Regions from separate parts of the Mus musculus genome. Here region 1 is linked to region 2. A link is a contact called in public HiChIP or PLAC-seq data. All regions are on one chromosome and are shown on one strand. The core of a region is the stretch at or near the end of the contact, and the rest is flanking DNA. Distances in the headings are between cores, read along the strand shown.

The links. HiChIP or PLAC-seq counts read pairs in DNA pulled down with a chosen protein or histone mark.
Region 1: an H3K27ac HiChIP or PLAC-seq map of stem cell-derived neural progenitor cells shows a contact between it and region 2, with 5 times the contacts expected there. The contact joins two enhancer-like sites. A contact is called at or near these places in 4 of 484 Hi-C or Micro-C datasets (cortical neurons, granulocyte-monocyte progenitors, muscle stem cells and 1 more), 7 of 115 datasets of contacts at active chromatin or transcription factors (embryonic basal ganglia, embryonic hindbrain, embryonic stem cells and 1 more) and 2 of 9 other capture datasets (adipose tissue and pancreatic islet).

What each region holds. Positions count from the first base shown.
Region 1 is chr11:88,591,461-88,596,270 of GRCm38.p6, reverse strand. The region is part of intron 5 of Msi2 (musashi RNA-binding protein 2); the gene reads left to right. Among named protein-coding and RNA genes, the nearest start is that of 0610039H22Rik, 25 kb to the left of the region's middle. Within about 2 kb of position 2,115, at least 106 of the 459 cell types and tissues checked have an H3K27ac peak or open chromatin away from gene starts, as enhancers often do. A contact at or near this core is called in muscle stem cells and stem cell-derived neural progenitor cells, where this site is marked.
Region 2 is chr11:88,820,783-88,825,259 of GRCm38.p6, reverse strand. No RefSeq gene overlaps it. Among named protein-coding and RNA genes, the nearest start is that of 4930556N13Rik, 29 kb to the left of the region's middle. Within about 2 kb of position 2,514, at least 52 of the 459 cell types and tissues checked have an H3K27ac peak or open chromatin away from gene starts, as enhancers often do. A contact at or near this core is called in muscle stem cells and stem cell-derived neural progenitor cells, where this site is marked.

The DNA.
Region 1 (4,810 bases), core at 866-3,365, 230 kb after region 2:
TATTTGGACTTTTAGCTTTGGTGATCACTAGTATCTTTGGGCCAATAGTATTAGAGCTAACTTCCCCCTTCGTGTGTTCTTAAAGTGTTCTTTCCCCTAACCTCCCATCGCACATATAACACCCTATTGGAATTATCTCCCTTTGCAGTAATCATGCATGATGACTGATGCCTGTGGTCCCCACAGTTGGGAAGGCTCTGAGGCAGGAGAATTGCTACAAGTTCAAGCCTGGACTACAGAATAAGACCCACAAGTGGGCCCTCACTCTGAGTGATCATTTCAGATGGAAGCACATTGTTTTAAAAGAGGAGTTTTAAAAACTTACCAAAATCAAAACCAAAATCCACCCCAGCCCAGCACACACCAGCTCTCTAGCTAGAGGCAGGAAGGGGGGGGGGGTGTGTGTGCAGCTGTAGTTAGCAGCTGGCTCAGGCCACGTGTAAACAGCAATTTTCAGGACTGGCATGCATGCTGGGGCTTTTGTAGCACCAAGGGGTGTGTGGAGAGCTTTGGTGTTTAGTTAAATTATGGGTCTAGATGCAAAACTTCACAGCAGGGCTTTGAGAGCCTGACCATATCCTGCGTTCCTGTGTGCACACAAGCGCGTGCTCTCTCTTTCTCTCTCTGTCTGTCTGTCTGCCTCTCTCTCTCTCTCTCTCTCTCTCTCTCTCTCTCTCTCACACACACACACACACACACACACACATACACACACACACATACACACACACACACATGTTCCCAGAGCGACACCCTAAACCTTGTATTCCTTGTCATCCTGGGGGGTACAGGGCTCTTGAATAGGTCCCTAGGGTCCCCCACACTGTGAAGCACTTCAACATAAAAGTTCCCTGCAGTTCTCCAACGAAACCCCCAACTGAAGGAAGTCTAAGATTAACTCCCCGGAGATTTGGGGCCTTGAGTTCTCAGTGACTTTTTCATCTCAGTGCACTGTGGGAGCCAACTGCAGCCCCTCATCATCTTGCTGTGTAGTCGCCAGTGTTCGAGGCCCCGTGTGTGGAGACTGCTGATGTCCAAGGCTTCAGGGAGGTGACACAGGTGGCTCAGTCACTGGTTTGAAGGATTCCTCAGATGAGCATAGAGCCGAGACGAATGCATACCAGTGCGTTTCTGTTCACCTTTCCAAGGTCAGAAGAAGGTTAAAGTGCAGCAGGCTACTGGATAGTTTTGAAGAACTAGAAGCCCAGACCCAAGGATAGACTAGACCTACCCTAAGCATACGCCAGCATGCTTTGTTACACATGAGCACACACGAGTAATACAAACCTACACACAGACATTGCACCCACCGTGCTTATGTGGAATGTGAAGACTTCTGTTTAATTCTTCGGGGAACCTGAGACCAACATTCCAGCCCTCTCTGCTTCCTGCCCTCCTCAGTAGCCATGGAAATGGAAGAGAGAGAGAGAGAGAGAGAGAGAGAGACAGAGACAGAGACAGAGACAGAGACAGAGACAGACTATGATTGCAGGTCCTCTGTCTCCCTCGTCCCTCACCAGAATGCAAATCACAGAGCCAGTCTACAGTCCATTTGGTGGTAATGGTGTGAAGATTCCTGGAGCAGATCACCCCATTGTCCACCCGCCCGCTGCAGAGGCACTGATGGGAGAGGTCACCATGTACAGGCCAGTGTCCCCTGACTGTGCTTCCCTCTCCTAAAGCACATTTCCCCTCTGGCCTTTTCATGCTGGAAGTTTCTAATGAAACTAGTTTCTTTTTTAGTGTTTGCTAAGGAGAGAGAGAGAGAGAGAGAGAGAGAGAGAGAGAGAGAGAGAGAGAGAGAGAGAGAGAGAGAGAGAGAGAGAGAGAGAGAGGGAGAGAGAGAGAGAGAGAGAGAGAGAGAGAGAGAGAGAGAGAGAGAGAGAGAGAGAGAGAGAGAGAGAGAGCGCCTTGCTTATCTAGGCCGGATCCTACAGAGGATGTTTTAGTAACTCAGATGTTTTGCTGCATTGTCCGGGGCCTGGATTTTCTCATCCTTTCAAAACGGGAATGGTTTTAAAGGCTTTTGGGGGAGACTGGGTAAGATTTATAGCTGGCTGCCTGTCTCTGTGCTTCGGGCTCTGTCTTGGCATGCTCACAGCTGCCAGGCAACGGTGGAAGGGCTATGAAGAGATCTTTTCATGTAACCAGTTGCTGAGCTCTCCAGTAGTTTGGATGAAGACAGGGTGGTCGATTTTTCTTCTCCTCTGGGTTTCCAAGAATGTTTGGAATCTAGGTAGGGCCTCAGCTCTGTGTCGCCTTTCACTAAGCAGTGAGGAGGCCACAGGGTTTCTTCCATGGAAAGTCCCAGGAGAGGTGCTTTGAGGCTTCCAGTGGGATATGTTTGAGGTTATCTTAACATTTCTTTACTGATACCTAATTACTCGGTTAATACCTAATTACTTGGTTGGAGTTTACAGGAAGAAGAGGAAAGGAAAGGAAAGGAAAGGAAAGGAAAGGAAAGGAAAGGAAAGGAAAGGAAAGGAAAGGAAAGGAAAGAGCAAGGGGGAAGAGAGGAACCCAAAGGTAAACCATAGGATTATCAGCTATTCCATGGAGATGCTAAAAAGTGCTTTTGCAGTTACTGAGGTTTAGCATGGGATGGTAGGAATTGACTCTTTAAAAGAAGCTATTTGTGGGCTGGAGAGATGGCTCAGTGGTTAAGAGCACTGACTGCTCTTCCTAGAGGACCTGAGTTCAATTCCCAGCAACCACATGGTGGCTCACAACCATCTGACAAGGGATCCAATGCCCTCTTCTGGTGTGCCTGACTAAAGCGACAGTGTTCTCATATAAATAAAATAAATAAATTAAAAAAAAAGAAGCTATTTGTATAGCGTGTTTTTCTGCTGTACATTTATTTTTAAGTATAAAGGATGGATTTTCTAAGTGACTCTCGGCTCAGTTACAGTGACCGTCTAGCTGTCATCTTCAGCGTGCCCTGCTAGACTCTTTGGCATATGGTATTTAACTCGGGCCTCATGGGAGCTTGTGTGCTAAGCTAATTATTATATCTCCATTTTATAGTGGATTGGATTCCACATTCTCTTAGCATGTACGCACCCGTGCCCAGCACTTAATGGGTCTGTCGAGTGAATACATTAGGGGAGTTAGGTTAGTAGAATTTGACCATTAGTAAGTATAGGAAGAGATTGAAATCCGAAGAGGGCCCATATTAGTCAGCTCTGCTCATAGTTATGACTGAATGCAGCTTGAGGGGGCAGGAATTTCCTATTGGCTTGAGGTTTCTGTTGAGTTAAGTGGAAAGACCAGCTTATAGCATGGCGACCCACAAACACTGTAGAGAGTGAATGAGCATGAGAATAAACGCGTGTGCCTGGATTACCTTTTTCCTTTTCCTGCCTTTTCATTGGGCCCCTGGCCTTTGGCATGGTGCTGCCTGCATCCAAGGCAGTTTTTTCCCCCTTAGTTGCTGCTTAATACCTGTGGCTGGCACTAGAAATGATCTCAAAGACACACTCAGTGGCGTGCTTTACTGATTTTTTTTTTAAAGCTTTCTCAGTCTAATTCACAGTCAAGATTAACTATTGCAGAGCATTGATAGAGTTTGACTCTCGAGGAGAGCTTGGTGTATCAGGAAGAGCATAGGGATGGGAGAGACAGGAGATGAATGCAGGAGCAAGAAGAGGTCGCAGCCAACTAGCTTATCAAGAGAGCCCTGCATGCAGATGCTGGCAGGATCTTTTCTAGAATGTTCTCACATGTGACATCCCCTCATCTTTAGTTGCTGGAGAAGAGAAACCCAGTAAACCACACAGTTTTAGGTGAGTAGTGTCCCCATGCAGCAGGAAGAAGCAGCTGGCAAGGCATGGCCATTAGGACAGTGTCCACTTGAAACCATGCAGAAAGCACGATGCGTGCTCTAGTTTGGGGCCAGCCATTGGCCATGTGGCTTACGTGCCCATCGGCAGCTTCCAGTTAAAAGCCTGAGCTTCCTGAATCTGGACGCCTCTTTCTGACTCAGGCAACCCACTCTTGGACTCAGGAGGGTTGGGTGGCAGATGGGACTCTGTGGGCCATCTTGTCGAGTGGAGGAGAGAGGGAGTCCCAGCTGGAGTCACAAGTGCAGTGAGACACCAAAGCTGGATTTCTAGTGTCTTTTCTGTTCCAGCATGTCAGCAGTGTGCCCCGCTTGTACTGTGTGACCCCCGGGTGATTTGTTGTGGATGATTCGGTTCATTCATTCACTCATTGAATATTTTAAGAGACCTGGTGGAGACGTGACAGCTATCCAGGAAGGTGTGGCTGTGGCACCTGTCCTGTATCCTGCATTCAGCTATAATAGTATAGATCTCTCTCTCTCTCTCTCTCTCTCTCTCTCTCTCTCTCTCTCTCTCTCTCTCTCTCTCTCTCTCTCACACACACACACACATATGTGTGTGTGTGTATATATATACATATATGTATATATATTTGATTTTTCGAGACAGGGTTTCTCTGTATAGCCCTGGCTGTCCTGGAACTCACTTTGTAGACCAGGCTGGCCTCGAACTCAGAATCTGCCTGCCTCTGCATCCCAAGTGCTGGAATTAAAGGCGTGCGCCACCATGCCCAGCCCCTATTTATTTTTTTTTTTTTTTACTATTTTCAGTCAAACTAGTGATACTTGGTACCCACTAGATTTTCCTACTTTTTGTTAGTTCTTTTTTTTTTTTCAATTTTATTTACTTTTTTTGAGACAGGATCTTGCTGTGCCATCCTATTCTGTCCTCCTCCAGTCTCCTGAGTGTCATGCTCAGAGTTGTATACCACCGTATCTGCCCTTTAGTTTTAAAATTTGACATCAACC
Region 2 (4,477 bases), core at 1,265-3,764:
CAGAATCCACATAAAAAAATCAGTGGTTAAGATCATGTGCTCTTGGAGAGGCCCTGGGTTCAGTTCCCAGTGCTCACATCGGGTGGCTCTTAGCCACCTGGAAGTCAGTTCCAGGGGATCTGACGTCTCTGGCCCCGGAGGACACAGCACTCATATGCACTATTACCTTTAGGATATTACCTCCCCATTGTTACCTTTAGATCATAATAAGTGCAAGGGAGTCTGGAGAGTAGAATGTGATGCCTTCTCAAATATGCACATATCCCAGATGACCTTCAAAAGGTGAGCATAGGATGGATCTTGGGTCCCAGAGTTCCCCTGTGCCCTGTTCAGTCTAGTTTAGTTTCCAATATCAGATCTCATGTAGCCTATGCTGCTGGCTTTGAGTTCCCCATGTCAGTGGTGATCTTGGACTTCTGATCTTTCCATCTTCACAAGTGCTCAGAGCACAGCCATTTACCACCATGCCCAGCTACACAGGGCCACGGGCCAAATTTAGGTCTTCTTCCATGGTAGGCAAGTTCTCTACTAACCAAACCACATTCCTGGCTCCTCCTTTGCCACAAAAGTGATCATTTATGTAGATGGGTATTTTATTTTGCCTGCGAGCATAATCTGTGTATCTCGTGCCTGCCTGGTGCTTGAAGAAGTCAGAAGAGGGAGTCAGGACCCCTGGAACTGGGTTCCAGATGCTTGGCAGCTGCCATGTACGTTCTGGGAACTCAAACCTGGACCCCTTGGGAGAACGGCCAGTGATGCTTTGAACCACTGTGGCACCTCTGCAGCCCCGCCCCTTTGATGTTTAACGGGAGGCTAATGAGCATGCATTGTCACGAGTCTGAGTATGGCTCAGATTGTTTCTGTTGGATAGTGCTAGGTAGGGAACAGGGTTCTGAGGTCACCGCCCTGCAGGCTGTCTCACAGTAGAGGCTCAAGCGTTTGCTACAATTTATTTATAATGCTTGCAAGTGGCTGGGCCCAGGCCCACTGAACCAGAGATTCTTAAGAATGGGACTTTGAAACCTACATTTTTTTTTCAATCCTGGGGTGGGGCAAATACAGGCCTTCACGCGTGTTCTATCGCTAGGCTACATCGCCAGCCCTTTTTACATTTTTATTTTGAGACAGTTTTCCAAGCTGGCCTTAAACTCAAGCCATAGTCCAGGTAGCTGAGGCAGGCCTTGAACTTGTGACCCTGTCTTTTCCTTTTTCTCTGAGTTTTAAAATAGAAGAATAACCGTAAACAGCTTTCTTCTTCCCTTCCTTCTCTTCCTTCTCCATCATCCCTCTTTTTTTTTTTTTTTTTTTTTTTTTTTTTTTGAGACAAGGTTTTTCTGTGTATCCTGGAACTTGCTCTGTAGACCAGGCTAGCCTCAAACTCACAGAGGTCCACCTGCCTCTGCTCCCCTGGTGCTGGAATTAAAGTTGTCCGTCAGCACCCCCTGGTTGACTTTGAGCTTTCAACCTTCCCATTTCGATCTCCCAACTGCCAGGCTGGGATTACAGGTGTGACCACTATATCCAGTTCAGGTCATGCTGGAGAGAGAACCTAGGGTTCCGAGTGTGCTCTGATAAGTTCTCCCCAACAGCCACGTCCTCAGGGTTGTCCAGTTACTTCTAAAGTGGTGTGCTTCCCCCTGGGTTGAGACAACATGGAATCCTTGGGTCCTGGTTTGGGGTTAGAGCTAATTATTGTGTGATCTGGGTGATGGCCTGCTGTCTGCCATGTGTGCAGTGTTGTGCCTTAGGTCAGATGTATCTGGGGGACAGTTATCAAAATCAGGGTGTGCAGTTTCGTTTCAAAACACCCAGTTTCCTGTTTCATTTCATCCATATTCGGCAGGGCATAGTTTGTAATGGTCTTATTCAGAGGGTGGAAAGAGAGCATTTAAACAGTAAAAGGCCCACCTTAAGAAGTAGAGTCGTAAAAGAGAATGGTTTTTGAAGTGTTTAAAGGAGTGGAATGAAGTCTTGTGCACTCCACAGGGCAGACTGCTGCTATTGTGGTCTATGTCCACTAGATGGCACCACAGCACAAGCTACTACGGGTATCCCCTCCCTTTGCCTCATCCCAGAAAACAGGTTCTCCAAGCACTTGTCTCAGTATTAAACTTAACAGGAATGCAAATCCCCAGCTCATACCCGAGACTTACTGACCGAGAACCGTGTAGCACTTTGTCCACGTAGTTTAGATGCAGACTTAAGTTTGAGAGCCACTGTCCTAGAATCAACCTTGGGGTAGCTTGGGAAGATACCTGTAGTACGCCAAAAGCGCTTGCTGGGGAGGGAATGAGGAGGTGCGTGGGGGGCGGGGCGGGGTGAGGAGGGGAGGGAGGGTGGAAGACAGTCAATGGTGCAGGTATATTTAGTGCCAAGGAGCTGCTCCAAAATCAGAGAGCTGATATGGACTAGGGGGCAAGACTGGATTTCTCCCAAGTCGGGGAAGTAGAGGAGAGAAAAGAGGGCTCTTCAAAGAGATCCCCTCCCTTAGGGCGCCAGATCATGGGCTAGGAGCTGAATCATAGGCTGAGTTCTCTGCCGGGAGCCCCAGGGCAGCTGTGTCCTCATTGTGGCTGTTCATCTCAGCCTGTTCTGAAATTTCACCAACCTACTACTGTGTTAATGGATTGAAATCTTGCAACCCTCCCAAGACGACCCAGGAAAATGGATGCTAAGAATCAAAAAGAAGCTTGAGACGGGGTGGGAAAATCACTAGTGAATTAAAACCTTATTTTTGTCTTTTCGATCCTATCTGTACCCTCAGGGAAGGCCAGTGCAGAATGAATTCATCTCTCTCTCTCTTTTTTTTTTTTTACACAAAAATTCCTTTTGCAGGTCGCAGCTGAGGCTTCACAGGGGCGACATACCATGCAAATATGTATTTTTTTTTCAGTTATGATGTATACAGTTTTTAGTTTGATTTATTTTTGGTGTCAGAAACAAAATGGAAGTTAGCTCTTTAAAAATGAGTGTGGCTGGCTGAATAAATAAATAATATGCTCTTGGCCAGTACCTGCCAGTACCTCCTTAATTGCCCATTGATTCTTTAATTCTCTGCCTTTCACCATCTACGAAATTAAGAGGCCACAGAGCATGGAGATGTCTTTTGCCAAACAACTAAAAGAATCAGAGGTTTTCGAAGGTCTGGTTCTTCCTGGGGGGCTTTTACCTAGCATTGAGGGGCACAAGTTACCCAAGGATGGAAGCCTGGTGTCCTGCTTGGACCCTTCCCAGGCTTCTGTACCGTCACTTGGCTTTCCAGCCACAAACATGTACTGTGTCCACTCTGGCGGGCCACCAGTGGCAGCAGGGACCCGGTTGTCCCTCCTCGTGGTCTCTGGAGGTTGGGTGGTCTGTCATGGTCTCTCTCCAGCAAACGCTGCCGTTCAGAGTGTTCACACTCCTCCGATAGCCCCAACCACGGGTCCTGGGAGCTGGCTGCCTCCTTTCTGCCAGGGGAGATGTTCCAGGAAGCTCTCCTTTATCCCATTTCTGGAACCACCAACCAATCTCCCCTCCCTCGGAAGTCTCCTGGCATCTATCTAGCCTCCTCTTCTCCCTTTCCTTCCCGTCAAGGCACAGAGGCCTGTGTTCTCATCGCAGGCTGTCTCCTAGGACCCTTCTCCAGGGTGCACTCTTCCTCAGGATGCTACCCTGCAACGCCTTCCTCCAGGGCATGGCTCTGAGCATTCACACCCCTCTGTAAGCTGCTACACCGGGTGGGGTAAGGACAGGTCGTGCCAGCTGCTTCTCTGTAGAAGTCTCTTAAATGGGTCTGCTTCCATGGTCTAGGGTGGGGCCCTCTCTGTTTCTCTGGGTTCATAGGACTCGTCATTTCTTCCACCCTGGAGACACAATGCCAGTTGCCTCTGCCTTTCTCCTATCCTGGAGTCTCCATGAATGCGTACTTGGTTACTGTTGGTGTCCCCATGAGAACGTCTACTCTGGGCTGGGAGCCCAGGCAAGGATACCCCGCCGGGAGCAGGGGGACCTTGCCTTTTGCCTCTGGACCCCTCAGCGGCCCCTCCTCTCTGTTCTCGTGCTCCTCTCTATCTGCATCTTCCTTGAATTAGAATTCTCACTCTTCCACTTATCAAGTCAGCATCGCGCGCCTGCCTGTCTCCGCCACTGTCAACATCCGCGCTCCCAAGTCTCCAGCAGCCTGAGCTCAGGGCCGCCCCTCTCTCTCTGGCAATTACGATTCCTTCCCTGGCTCACGTCGGAAGTCTTTGTTCTTCTCCCTGAACATTCAAGTTAATTTCTACTGACTGTTTATTCAGCCTTTGTACTGGCTGGCTTGCTACTTAGTCAGGAAACGAGGCCCTCCGAGGCAAAAGCACGGGGATGCGTGGGGACTCAGAGCAACAGTTTAGGACAGGAAGTAAGACACTTCAGAGGAGGAGGGCGCTAGACAGGAATTCCCAGGGCCATGGGACCAGGACTGGGATCATGATCTTAGGGAGGGGAGTGGGAAGGG